2 separate regions of the Rattus norvegicus genome follow, and region 1 is linked to region 2. Evidence: chromatin contacts called from public Hi-C data. All regions are on one chromosome and are shown on one strand. Each heading gives the region's core, a stretch centred on a gene start, on an enhancer-like site or on the middle of the called end of the contact. The rest is flanking DNA. Distances are from core to core; before and after follow the strand shown.

Region 1 (5,707 bases), core at 408-2,907, 550 kb before region 2:
TGACCTCATAGGTAGCAATGAATAGCCTAGTAAGAGCACCAGTGGAAGGGGAAGCCCTTGGTCCTGCCAAGACTGAACCCCCAGTGAATGTGATTGTTGGGGGGAAGGCAGTAATGGGAGGAAGATGGGGAGGGGAACACCCATAAAGAAGGGGAGGGAGAGGGACAAGGGGGGATGTTGGCCCGGAAACCGGGAAGGGGAATAACAATCAAAATGTAAATAAGAAATACTCAATTTAATAAAGATAAAAAAATTTTAAAAAAAGAACCCAAATATTTAGTTCAACCAGAATACTGATAAGTATTTTTCCTTGATAATATAAAACATGGTGTAGATTCTGACACAAGATGTGTTCCAGGCTACAGATATACAGGAAAGAATAAATGACAGCTTAAATGTGTGCTGTGACACAGGAGAAGGCTGGACAGTCCCCACTTCCTCTCTAGATCCCCTCTCAGCCCTTTTACACTATACCCTGTGTTCTGTGATATCAGAGTACTTACACAGTGCCAACAGCTGCCCTTGCCTCCTGGCTCCCAGTGGGTTCTGTCCATAGGAGGCACTCAGAGACACAGGGATGCAGGGAGTTTCTCCTTCCCCTCAGGGGCCTTCAGTGCTATTAGAAACTGCTTCTTCTGTTTGTTTCTTCAGGGCTGGAGTAACTATACCCACTACCGTCAGACCTTGGGTTTGGCAGAATTTGTTTTCGTAAACCCAGCTGTCTACACTTTGAAAATATCTCCTACATTACACCCATCCCAATTATGTAAGGCGAGCCTGCAGCTTCTCCTTCCAAGTCTTAGAAACCTGGCAATGTCAAGGTTATTTTGTACGAACTGTTTGTTTCCTTTTCTGTTTGTTTTTAATAGACTTTATTTTTAGAAGAGCATTAGGCTTACAGTAAAACTGAAAAGATAGAGGTTTCGCATATACCCCATGCTACATGTTTAGTTTCCCTGAGTTTCAGTGTCCCTCATAGGAATTATGCTATGTTTTCTACACATGGAAAAAGCTAACGACTGATCTTAGACTTAGAGGTTTATAGGAAGTTCAAAGTTTATGTTGTAGAAGAGCTATTTCTACCTACATTGAAATCTGGTGGCAGAGTTTATGTTATGTTATGTTATGTTATGTTATGTTATGTTATGTTCAACATTTATGTTGTAGGAGAGCTATTTCTACCTACATTGAAATCGGGTGGCAGAGTTTAAAGAACCCAAAAGAACACACCCAAACACTGAACCTCTATGCACAAGGAAGGGTCAACACAAGCTAGTTTAGAATATTTCTCTGAGCACATGTTTTGCTTTGAATTCTGGGATCCAAGAATACCTAGAATAAACGAGACCTCACTTCTTGAAGTTGTTCCTTGGGGCTCTCATGCGTGCAGTGACTGGGTAGTTAAACCCCTCCTTGCACATTTCTAGAGCCCCAGAGCTCCTTGCCTCCTGGGGCAACTGGCTGTAATGAGAAACTAGCTTATCATTTCAGAAGCTTTTTCTTCCCTGGAACCCCATTCACAGACCTAGTCTGACTCTGGAGGGTGAGCAGCCCAGAGAGAGGCTAATCTGTTATCCCTCTGACAGCCGTTCCTAGGATGAAGACAGCAGACACATTCATTCCTGCTACATTTTCTCACCTCCAGGCCCAGATCCCTAGGTGCCAGTGAAAGAGGCACGATTCTCTGAACACATACGGTATTTTATTTATCTGTGGACTGAACAGAACATTGTGTTTGAGGCATACTATTCCCAGAATACGCTGGCAATATTCCTTTCTCCATTCCAAGTATGTTTTCATCAGTGCAAACCAAAAGTATATTAGCTAAGCCTAAAAGAAGAAAAAGTCCTGTGACATTTGCTTAACCTTCGAGCAAGAACCCAAAAGTCCAGCCAGACTGACTATTCACTTTCTACCACCTCTGGGTAAAAAAAAAAAAAAAAAAAAAAGTCAACCATCTGTGGGTTTAAAAAATGCATATGCTAACATTCTATTATTCTAAACACTGAGTTTATACCAACCTGGGGGAGGGAAGGATCTGCGTGATAGCTGTGGGAAAACTGCTAAATGTTGCCACAATGAAGCAGGGTCTGAATCCACTTAGACAAAAATATATCCAATAGACCTTTCTAGAAGAGGGAAACTCATGTCTGCCCTAAGGGGCAGAATGCTGTAGTGCTCTCTGTGAATGTCTGGACACGGTCAGGTGATAGATTCTTAGTCTACTATTTTTTATTTGAGTGAGTAAAGACAAAAAAAACCCAACAAAATAAGCCTAATGTTTTATCATGTGACAGTTTTCAGATAGACCTGAACTACATAAGGAGAGTCGAGAGGAGCCTATTGGGCCACTGAAGACAGTTTGTGGTTCCAATAGTGTTTTGGAAGATCAAACAATGGTTTCTGCTAAGATAATGACCACAGTGCTTAGATCATGTATATGCATATGTGTACATGATGTATATGTGTATGTTGATATGCAGGCATGTATATGAAGGTTAAACTACTTAGATTCATTTTCCAGCAGTTTCCTTTGTACCTGACCTCCTTCTACTCCTCTACGATTCTCAATGAACATGATAAGGTTGTCAGCATAGAGATTGTTGTCCCCACTCTGTGAATGATCAATTTGAGTTTCCAAAAGGTAAGACATTTGCTTATCCCTTCATGAAGACTGGAACAGAAATGGGATTCCAGAAACTTCAATATAATGATTTCATGTTTAGGTGGGCAAGTATCAATAGGGACAGGTAGATCTGGGACAGCATTCTAATGTCAAGTTCAAAGTAGTTCCCATTAGACTAACATTATTCTATTTTGGTGCAATGGGAACCATCTGGTAAGAAAATATTCTCCATTGCACAAGCACAAGTAGGTATTGTAATGCTGTGGTAGACAATAGTCAGTTCTTATTTCTCTCTTCCATAGAAAAGAAAAAAGAAAAAAAAACATAAAAATCTTTTTCCATTAAGCTTGTACTGGCCTACATTCTGTATTTGTGATTGTCTTTCTTGTCATTCTGCCCTGGAAGGACAGCTTCCTCCACAGCTTCTTACCACTCACACTGATTGAGGTACCTGCATTCTCTCTGTAGCCTTAGATCTCATACACATTGCTTGGCATCCAATGCTCACTTATAAAGAACAAAAACTATTATCAAAATCAATTGAATTGGAGTCTAGATGTACCTAAGAGTCTTGTCAAGACTCTCTTACTTTTAATGTGGAACTGACCAAACGATGCACAGATCAGCATTTATGTCCACATGCACATTTGATTCTAGCCAAATGTTCTACTTTCATTCCAGTTGCTATGATAAAACATCATGACCACAAGCAATATAGGGGAGAAAAATGTTTATTTGGTTTAACCTTTCATGCCATAGACTTCCTGAGGGAAGTCAGGGCATGAATTTGAAGTATATACTGCAAAGGAAAACTGCTTGTTGATTTGCTTAAAGTCTTATGTTTAGCTAACTTTCTTATACTGCCTGGGACCACCTGCCTAGGGAGCTGTGCCACCCATGGTGGACTTGGCTCTCCTACCTTAATTAATTATCATGATAATCCTCTATAGACTTTTCACAGTCCAGTCTGATCTGGGTGATCTCTCAGTTGAGACTCTTTTCAGGTGATTAATTGGATGCTATGCTCAATTGACTATTAAAGGTAACTATGCCACAAGAGGTAACCCACGCCTGACACTGCCTACATGGCTAGGAGACAGAGACAGGATAGTCCAGGGATCCAGGATAGAAATAAACATGACTGGCAAAAAAAATCAACGAAATGATTCCTAATTATATTCTGCTATACTCATAGATTGGTACCCAGCCCATTTGCATCAGAGGGGCATCACCCAACAACTGATGGGAGTAGATGCAGAGACCCACAGCCAAACACTAAGTGGAACAAGAAAGCCACAGAAGAGAGGAGGAAAGTCTGTAGGAGTCAGAGGCATCGAGGGTACCGTAAAAACATGGGCCACTGAATCAACTAAGCAGGGCTCATAAAGCTCCACAGCAACTGAAGTGACAAACGTTGTCCCTGTATGGGTCTGAGCTAGGTCCTCTGCAAATAACTTTTGGTTGTGTAGCTTAGTTTTCTAGTGGGATTCTAAACAATGAAAAGGGGGAGGGGCGCTGGGTCTCTGACTCTTTTGCCTGCTCTTGGGACTGTTTGCCTCTTACTGGGTTGCCTCATCCATCTGTGATTTGAGGGTTTGTGCCCAGTCTTATTATATCATATTCAGTGGATATCCCTTGGAGGTCCTATCTTCTCTTTTTTCTTTTCTCATTTTCCTTTTCTTCCTCCTTCCTTCCTTCCTTCCTTCCTTCCTTCCTTCCTGAAGGGAAACAGAGAGGAGTTGATATAGGGGAGAGGGGAGGGGGTCTGAAGGACTGGGAAGAGTTGAAGGGGTGGAAACTGTGGTTGAGATGTAATGTATGAGAAAAGAATAAAAGGTCCCTGAGGCCCATTGTCTTTTGGTGGGCATCCCCTAGTGTGGCACCTCTATTTATAATCAAGTCAACCTTTCAGATACCAATGGAATTCTGGTGTCCTGTCTAGATTGCTTCAGATCACGGTCATGATCTGTTAGCTCTTTCAGTTTTCCAATTCATGTCCCAGTGAGTGAAAATATTCAAATCCCTGTTTGCTTACCCAAGAGGACAGGGAGATGACTTATGGGCTACAGTGCACAATATTTCTTCTCTGTACTTTATCTCGACAAATAAGTGCTTATAACTCTGGATTCAAGAAAGGCTGTTTATTCTTCAGAACTGACATCCCATTACACAGAAAACAAAGTATGTATTGGGATTAGTCCCCTAAGCGTCCATCATGTCTTTGGCTATGGATGTCTGTGTGTTTTTCCCTGTCAGTTCCTGACATGTGTGACACACTTTTTTCTACAGAAGATAACAACCTATCATTCTTTTTCTCCCTCGACATTTGACAATCTTCCTCCTACTCACTCACAAAAATAAAGCTCTAGCTCTTTAATAAAACAATAACTAAGAAATTAAAGCTCTTTTAGGATAAAGATGATACATTACCTTTAGAAAACTATCCAGGCAGATATGAAAAGAGGTCATGGATACTCTGAAGTTTCACCAAAGGCAAGAATGTACTAATGTGATTTTAGGGGACCAAGAGGAGTAAGAGGTTGAGGGAAAAGCAAAATAAGAGGTCCACTGACATTTTAAGGGTACCACAGGAAAGCGGCTTCTTTCTTAATAGCCATCAGCAATCCAATCAATCTCTTGGTTATCCCTTCTGTTATATGAACCCAGAGGAAGCAAAGAACATATTTGGCTAAAATTATATGTGGTAGATTTGAGGTCTAGAATGCAGGAAACAGACCATGAAAAAGCAAATGTGTGTTCTGTGGGCAGGCCACCAGCTGGAACTTATATAATGGCTGTCTCTTGTGCATTTCTGGGTCTCAGTGTCTTGAATCCCACCTTGGGGGTTCTCTGAGAGTTTTGTTAATGATCATATCTCTGACTCTGTAGTGCTGGTTACAAGGGGCTCACCATTGTGCCAGGCTTTTACACGAGTGTACTGCCACCTCCAGCGGACCCAGAACTCTGAACTTTTCCAGCATGTACACTCGCTTGCTTATGATCACATATGCATACACACACACACACACACACACACACACACACACACACACACACAACTAAAAATCAGAAATAATAATA
Region 2 (5,606 bases), core at 2,699-5,198:
GAAAGCTTCAAAGAAGGTGTTAGAGCCTCGGTTTCTGCCTCCTCCACCAGAACGAGAAGTCACATCCACATCGCTTGGGACTGGGAATTAATGTGTTGTTTTAATTGTTTTTAATAATAAATCATCAGGCTTTAGGTTGTCTAAAAATTCTTGACTATTCTAAGCCAACAGCAATTTTCTGAATAAATTTCTCCAGACATGGAAACACGATGTAGAACCCCCCAGGAAGCACATAGAACCAAATCTTTCACCCTATTCTATCTAGGGTTCTGCTGTAGCCAGATGCCATCTACATGTCCTCCCTGGGAGTTTAATTTCTAAACTCTGCAAGTTCCAGGAACGTTTAGGCTTCAAATACTGTAGCCAAAGGTCTCTCACCTGAAGTCCTAGGTAGGAACATTTTTCTGAAACCTAGGACTCCAGTCACCAAATAGGGTCCGAACACCTGATGCCCTAAAGAGCACAGAAACATTTCTTTTGAATGGTCCATAAGTTACACCTCTACAGCTCACAAAGAAAACCAAGCCATTAACTCTGAACCACACGGACCATTCTTATAGAGAACTGTGTGAGAAATGTTCCAGCATTTACAAAAATGGCCTTTTTCTACAAGTCTGATGGCATTGCCCTGCAAACTGCAGCCTATCTAGCTGAGGACAAATTTCATGTACCTACCCACTCCCAGGCACTTAGGACATTTACAAAACTCAACACCAGTGATGGAGCCTTTGCCCAGCCCAAGGCCCCAGTAGCACAAAAGCTGGGTTCCAACCTGAAAATACTGCACCGAGCATCTGGTTGAGCCATTCACCCCTTTTAAAACTTGTACTTTAATATTTGTTACATTGTTTTTCTATAATTCTCCTTCATTTGTTTAGAACTGAAGCAGTTAAGTGTAACCCTTCCTTCTGCCTCACACACTGTCCATTTCAAGGCATCCTTCTATAGACTCTAATTCTCTCTTCCCTTAGAGTTGCTTCAATCCAGACTTTAGTTCTTATAAGAGAGGCAAGTACTCTAGGCTACAGGAAAGATGTTTGGGAGGGGGGGGAGAAGAAAGGTGGAAAGAGAGAGAAAGGGGGACCTAAGGGGGCCAAACTTTATGCTGACCACTCTGAGAAGACCAGATAACAGCAGGCAACTCCAGTCCCTAGCATGTGACAATCCCTCAGAGGCCAGAGGGGGGGAAAATGTCCTTTCTACTCACCATACAGAAAATGCTTCTGAGGGATGAAAAACACCTTACTTCTAACTCATCAACTACAGGAAACCAGTGCTTCAATAAAAGGTGTATTAGGAGAATTGGGAGGAGGAGGAGGAGGAGGAGGAGGAGGAGGAGGAGGAGGAGGAGGAGGAGGAGGAGGAGGAGGGAGAGAGATTTGTAAACCAAATCCGAGATTGTTGGGGGTGGGAGTGATGTCAAACACTGAGGTGAGCAAGGCCAAAAGATCTTCCTCAACTTCTTCTTTGGGAGCCAAAGATGAAACAAGATACCTGTTTGACAAGGTCCCTTTGGACAGTCCCTTTTGGCAGAGTTGAACTCCCTGATCCCATCCCTCTTCAGATGGGCTCCAGGGTCTCAGCCAGGAGTCTCCATGAAGGAGAACTCCCAAGATCAAATCTCTAATTTACTGGAGGGGGTGACACCATGAACCATTGGTGTCCTAATTTCTTTTGTTTTTTTAAAGGAACAGTCTTTCAAGAAGAGATGGCCACAAGGGCAGATCAATCATTTCAATGGGATTAAAACATGGTGGCAGAAACAGATGAGCTGAGATTGTTTCAACCCATTCTTTGGTTTTACAAGAGATTCAAGAACCCTGTGTTACTGGAAAGGAATTCAAAAAAGAAAGGAGAGAGAAGAAAGAAAGAAAGAAAGAAAGAAAGAAAGAAAGAAAGAAAGAAAGAGAGAAAGAAAGAAAGAAAGGTAGGTAGATTTGGTTTCTAGGAAATATGTTGTGCTTGGATGTGTCTGAAGAGATGATAAATAAATTAAATTAGTATTATTTATTTTGGTTTTGGCCAATGTATTTCTCCTCCCAATGACCTTTTCCTGTGGGGAGGGGGTTCATATTCCTAAAACGATCATGACCAAGCTGACTTGAAGTGGGATCCATAGGAGTTCTTTGGGTAGGATGAAGCCCTTTATGATGTTGAGACCCAGCAGAATTAGTCTTGTAGGAAGTCTTAGTGTACCCACTGACCTTGACTCCTTGACTGTGGGTCTTGTGCAGTTGGAGGTAGACACTTGGGCTAAGGGATGAGCCTGTTTGTACCTTAACTGATGAGATTTCAGGCCCTGGGTTGACCATACCAAATTTTCTTATAGACCCCCACCACCACTACTCAATCCTAGGCTCTCTGAAAACCGTTACAAGGAAACACAGGCGGTGGGTTCTGTGTTTGGCGCAGAGCAGGCCTCAGACACTTTGTTCAGTAGCTGAGCCCTGAAAGCCCGCTCTGAGGCTATCCTTATTGTGAACACCGCTAGCCCCAGGCTGAGGCTCGGCGCTGACCCGGCCGTAACTGCCAAGGGCCTGACAATGGGCACATCTGTCCTTTCTCCAAGGGATAAAAGCACCTAAGCAGACAAGGCTCTGCCTTTTGTTACGGACTTTTTTCTTTCTTTCTTTTGTAAATAAAAGAAAGCCGCGGCATGTGGCGGCCGGGTGTGTGTCCCACACTGGGGGCCTCCCCACGCGTCCCCACCAGGCTGAAGGCCCGGGTTCAATTCCGGATTGGAGCGTGACTGTGACAGGGGCACAATTATGCCCAAAGCTGAATTGATTTTCAAATCTGGAGGCTTCTTGCAGGGACGCCAGGAAAAGGAAAGCGTCCCTGCGGTCCAAGCCGCTCGGAAACTGGCTCGGCCGCCTGCACTCTGCCTGCTTAGGTACTCCTTCCAAGCAGCAAGCAACCTCTAGGTTCTTTTCTAGAAAGGCTATGTAGTAACTAAAAGACCAGCCCCCGCCCCCAATCCTAACTAGGACGAGCTTCTGTCTCCCTCAGTATCCTCCAGACTTATCCAAAGTGGGAGAGCCATCTTACTTGGGAACATAGTGAAAGACCTTCTCTGAGGTCTGGGTGGTGAGGTGTGGCCTCGATCTGAACGCTCCTCACAGAGTACTAATCCCTGGGTGCTCCTCTGCCCCGGGCTCAGAGGGTGAAAGGTAGTTCGAGGAGTACTTGTGAGGGTCATGGATACCAGTTCTACGGCGCCCACGCTGATCTAGGCCTTCAGGGTATACTCGTCCCAAGTCCCTGTAGGACAATCATTTAAGTACAGGGAACGGACTGGCCTCCAGAGACTCTCCAGGGAATAAAGCCCAATGGGCGAACGGGCAAAGGCCATGGCATAGTCTCCAGCTCCCAGCCGATAACCTGCACCGGGAACCAGCAACTCCGACCCAGGGGCTCTAGTTCTCTAACCTTGCTGGCCCACGGTGACAGAAAGCAGGCAAGAGAGTCGGGCTGGGAAGAGAGAGGGAGGAAGTAAGGAAGACCAGGAGGTAGCAAATCTCCGAGGACTGTGGCGGCGGCTCCAGGTCGCGCTCTGCGCGCGTCCCGTGCACGTGCTCACCGATCCCGGGCCATTCGGCGCCGCTGAGAAAGCTCTACTCGGCCCCCCCACCCCCCCTTAGTTCATTTGTGCTAGGACGTCACGGAGCTCTGGGACTGAGGGGGCGGGGCCTGGCAGCGCGCATGCGCGCTGCGCCCGGCGGGCGTGAGGGTGGGCAGCGGCAGCGGCAGCGGCTACCGAATCGCAGCCACAGTCTGCAACAGTAACCGAGCCATGGCTCGAGCTGGCGGGCGGCACAGGCAGACAGCAGCCGCGGCAGGCACACGGGCCGCGTCAAGGGAGCCGGGGGCAGCAGGATTCTAAGAAAGAGAGGGGCGAGTGGGGGCCGGGCTGGGCGGGCTAGGGGCACCGCGCTCTCCCAACAGCACGGATCCTTTTTGGAAATTAATATTAAAAAAGAAAAAAAAGAAAAGAAAAGGCAGAGGGGAAGGTAGGAGCAAGAGAGAAGGCAAGACACACACAGAGAGAGCGAAAGACACAGATCCCCACAGTGAGAGGAAGAAAGGCCACAGTCGCAGGCAGCCGATGTGAAGACTGGACTCTGTGCGCCCCTCGCCGCCTCTGCCCGGCCACATCGATGTTGCAGCCCGCTCACCCGCATCACGATGAACGCACAGCTGACCATGGAGGCGATCGGCGAGCTGCACGGGGTGAGCCATGAGCCGGTGCCCGCCCCTGCTGACCTGCTGGGCGGGAGCCCTCACGCGCGCAGCTCCGTGGGGCACCGCGGCAGCCACCTGCCTCCCGCTCACCCGCGTTCCATGGGCATGGCGTCGCTGCTGGACGGCGGCAGCGGAGGCAGCGATTACCACCACCACCACCGCGCCCCTGAGCACAGCTTGGCTGGCCCCCTGCACCCCACCATGACCATGGCCTGTGAAACTCCCCCAGGTATGAGCATGCCCACCACCTACACCACCTTAACCCCTCTGCAGCCGCTGCCGCCCATCTCCACCGTGTCCGACAAGTTCCCTCACCACCATCACCACCACCATCACCACCACCACCCACATCACCACCAGCGCCTGGCGGGCAACGTGAGCGGTAGTTTCACACTTATGCGGGATGAGCGCGGGCTGGCCTCCATGAATAACCTCTATACCCCCTACCACAAGGACGTGGCTGGCATGGGCCAGAGCCTCTCGCCCCTCTCTGGCTCGGGTCTGGGCAGCATTCACAACTCCCAGCAAGGACTTCCCCACTATGCTCATCCCGGCGCGGCTATGCCCACCGACAAGATGCTCACCCCAAATGGCTTTGAAGCCCACCACCCTGCCATGCTCGGTCGCCACGGGGAGCAGCACCTCACGCCCACCTCGGCCGGCATGGTACCCATCAACGGCCTTCCTCCACACCATCCCCATGCCCACCTGAATGCCCAGGGCCACGGACAGCTCCTGGGCACAGCCCGGGAGCCCAACCCTTCGGTGACCGGCGCGCAGGTCAGCAATGGAAGTAATTCAGGGCAGATGGAAGAGATCAATACCAAAGAGGTGGCTCAGCGTATCACCACCGAGCTCAAACGTTACAGCATCCCACAGGCCATCTTCGCGCAGAGGGTGCTCTGCCGTTCCCAGGGGACCCTTTCGGACCTGCTGCGAAACCCCAAGCCCTGGAGCAAACTCAAGTCCGGTCGGGAGACTTTCCGGAGGATGTGGAAGTGGCTGCAGGAGCCGGAGTTCCAGCGCATGTCGGCGCTCCGCTTAGCAGGTGAGCCGATGGGCGCGTGGGCCAGATAAGGGACCGAAGGTGGGAGGGAATGAGAAAGGCTGGGCGCGCTTCGTCCCGCTCCGCCTCCCCTTTCTTCAAGAGAGGTGTCTCTAGACCTGGAAGAGCCAGCTCAGGTAGCCAACCTCCTCCTTCTCCTTCTCCAAGGGCTCAGCGCATTGGGCTAAGGGAGGCTTCGAAGACCGAACAAGGCGGCCTCCGCGACTTCGGGGTTGCATTTTTGCTCGCAGACAGAGCTGCAAGGTTTTGAGCCGCAGGTAGAGACTCTTAGAACCTGGCGGAACACTGGGCATATGGT

What was found. Hi-C and Micro-C count contacts between places; a contact is called where the count stands out from the background.
Region 1: a contact with region 2 is called in a Hi-C map of liver, with 3 times the contacts expected there. The contact joins the enhancer-like site here to the promoter of Onecut1 in region 2. A contact is called at or near these places in 2 of 12 Hi-C or Micro-C datasets (frontal cortex and liver).

The regions. Positions count from the first base shown.
Region 1 is chr8:83,927,909-83,933,615 of GRCr8, forward strand. No RefSeq gene overlaps it. Among named protein-coding and RNA genes, the nearest start is that of Wdr72, 190 kb to the left of the region's middle. Within about 2 kb of position 1,658, at least 2 of the 93 cell types and tissues checked have an H3K27ac peak or open chromatin away from gene starts, as enhancers often do. A contact at or near this core is called in liver, where this site is marked.
Region 2 is chr8:84,476,357-84,481,962 of GRCr8, forward strand. It overlaps Onecut1 (one cut homeobox 1), which reads left to right and starts at 3,949. Exons shown (of 2, transcript NM_022671.3): 1 at 3,949-5,290. The coding sequence starts at 4,186.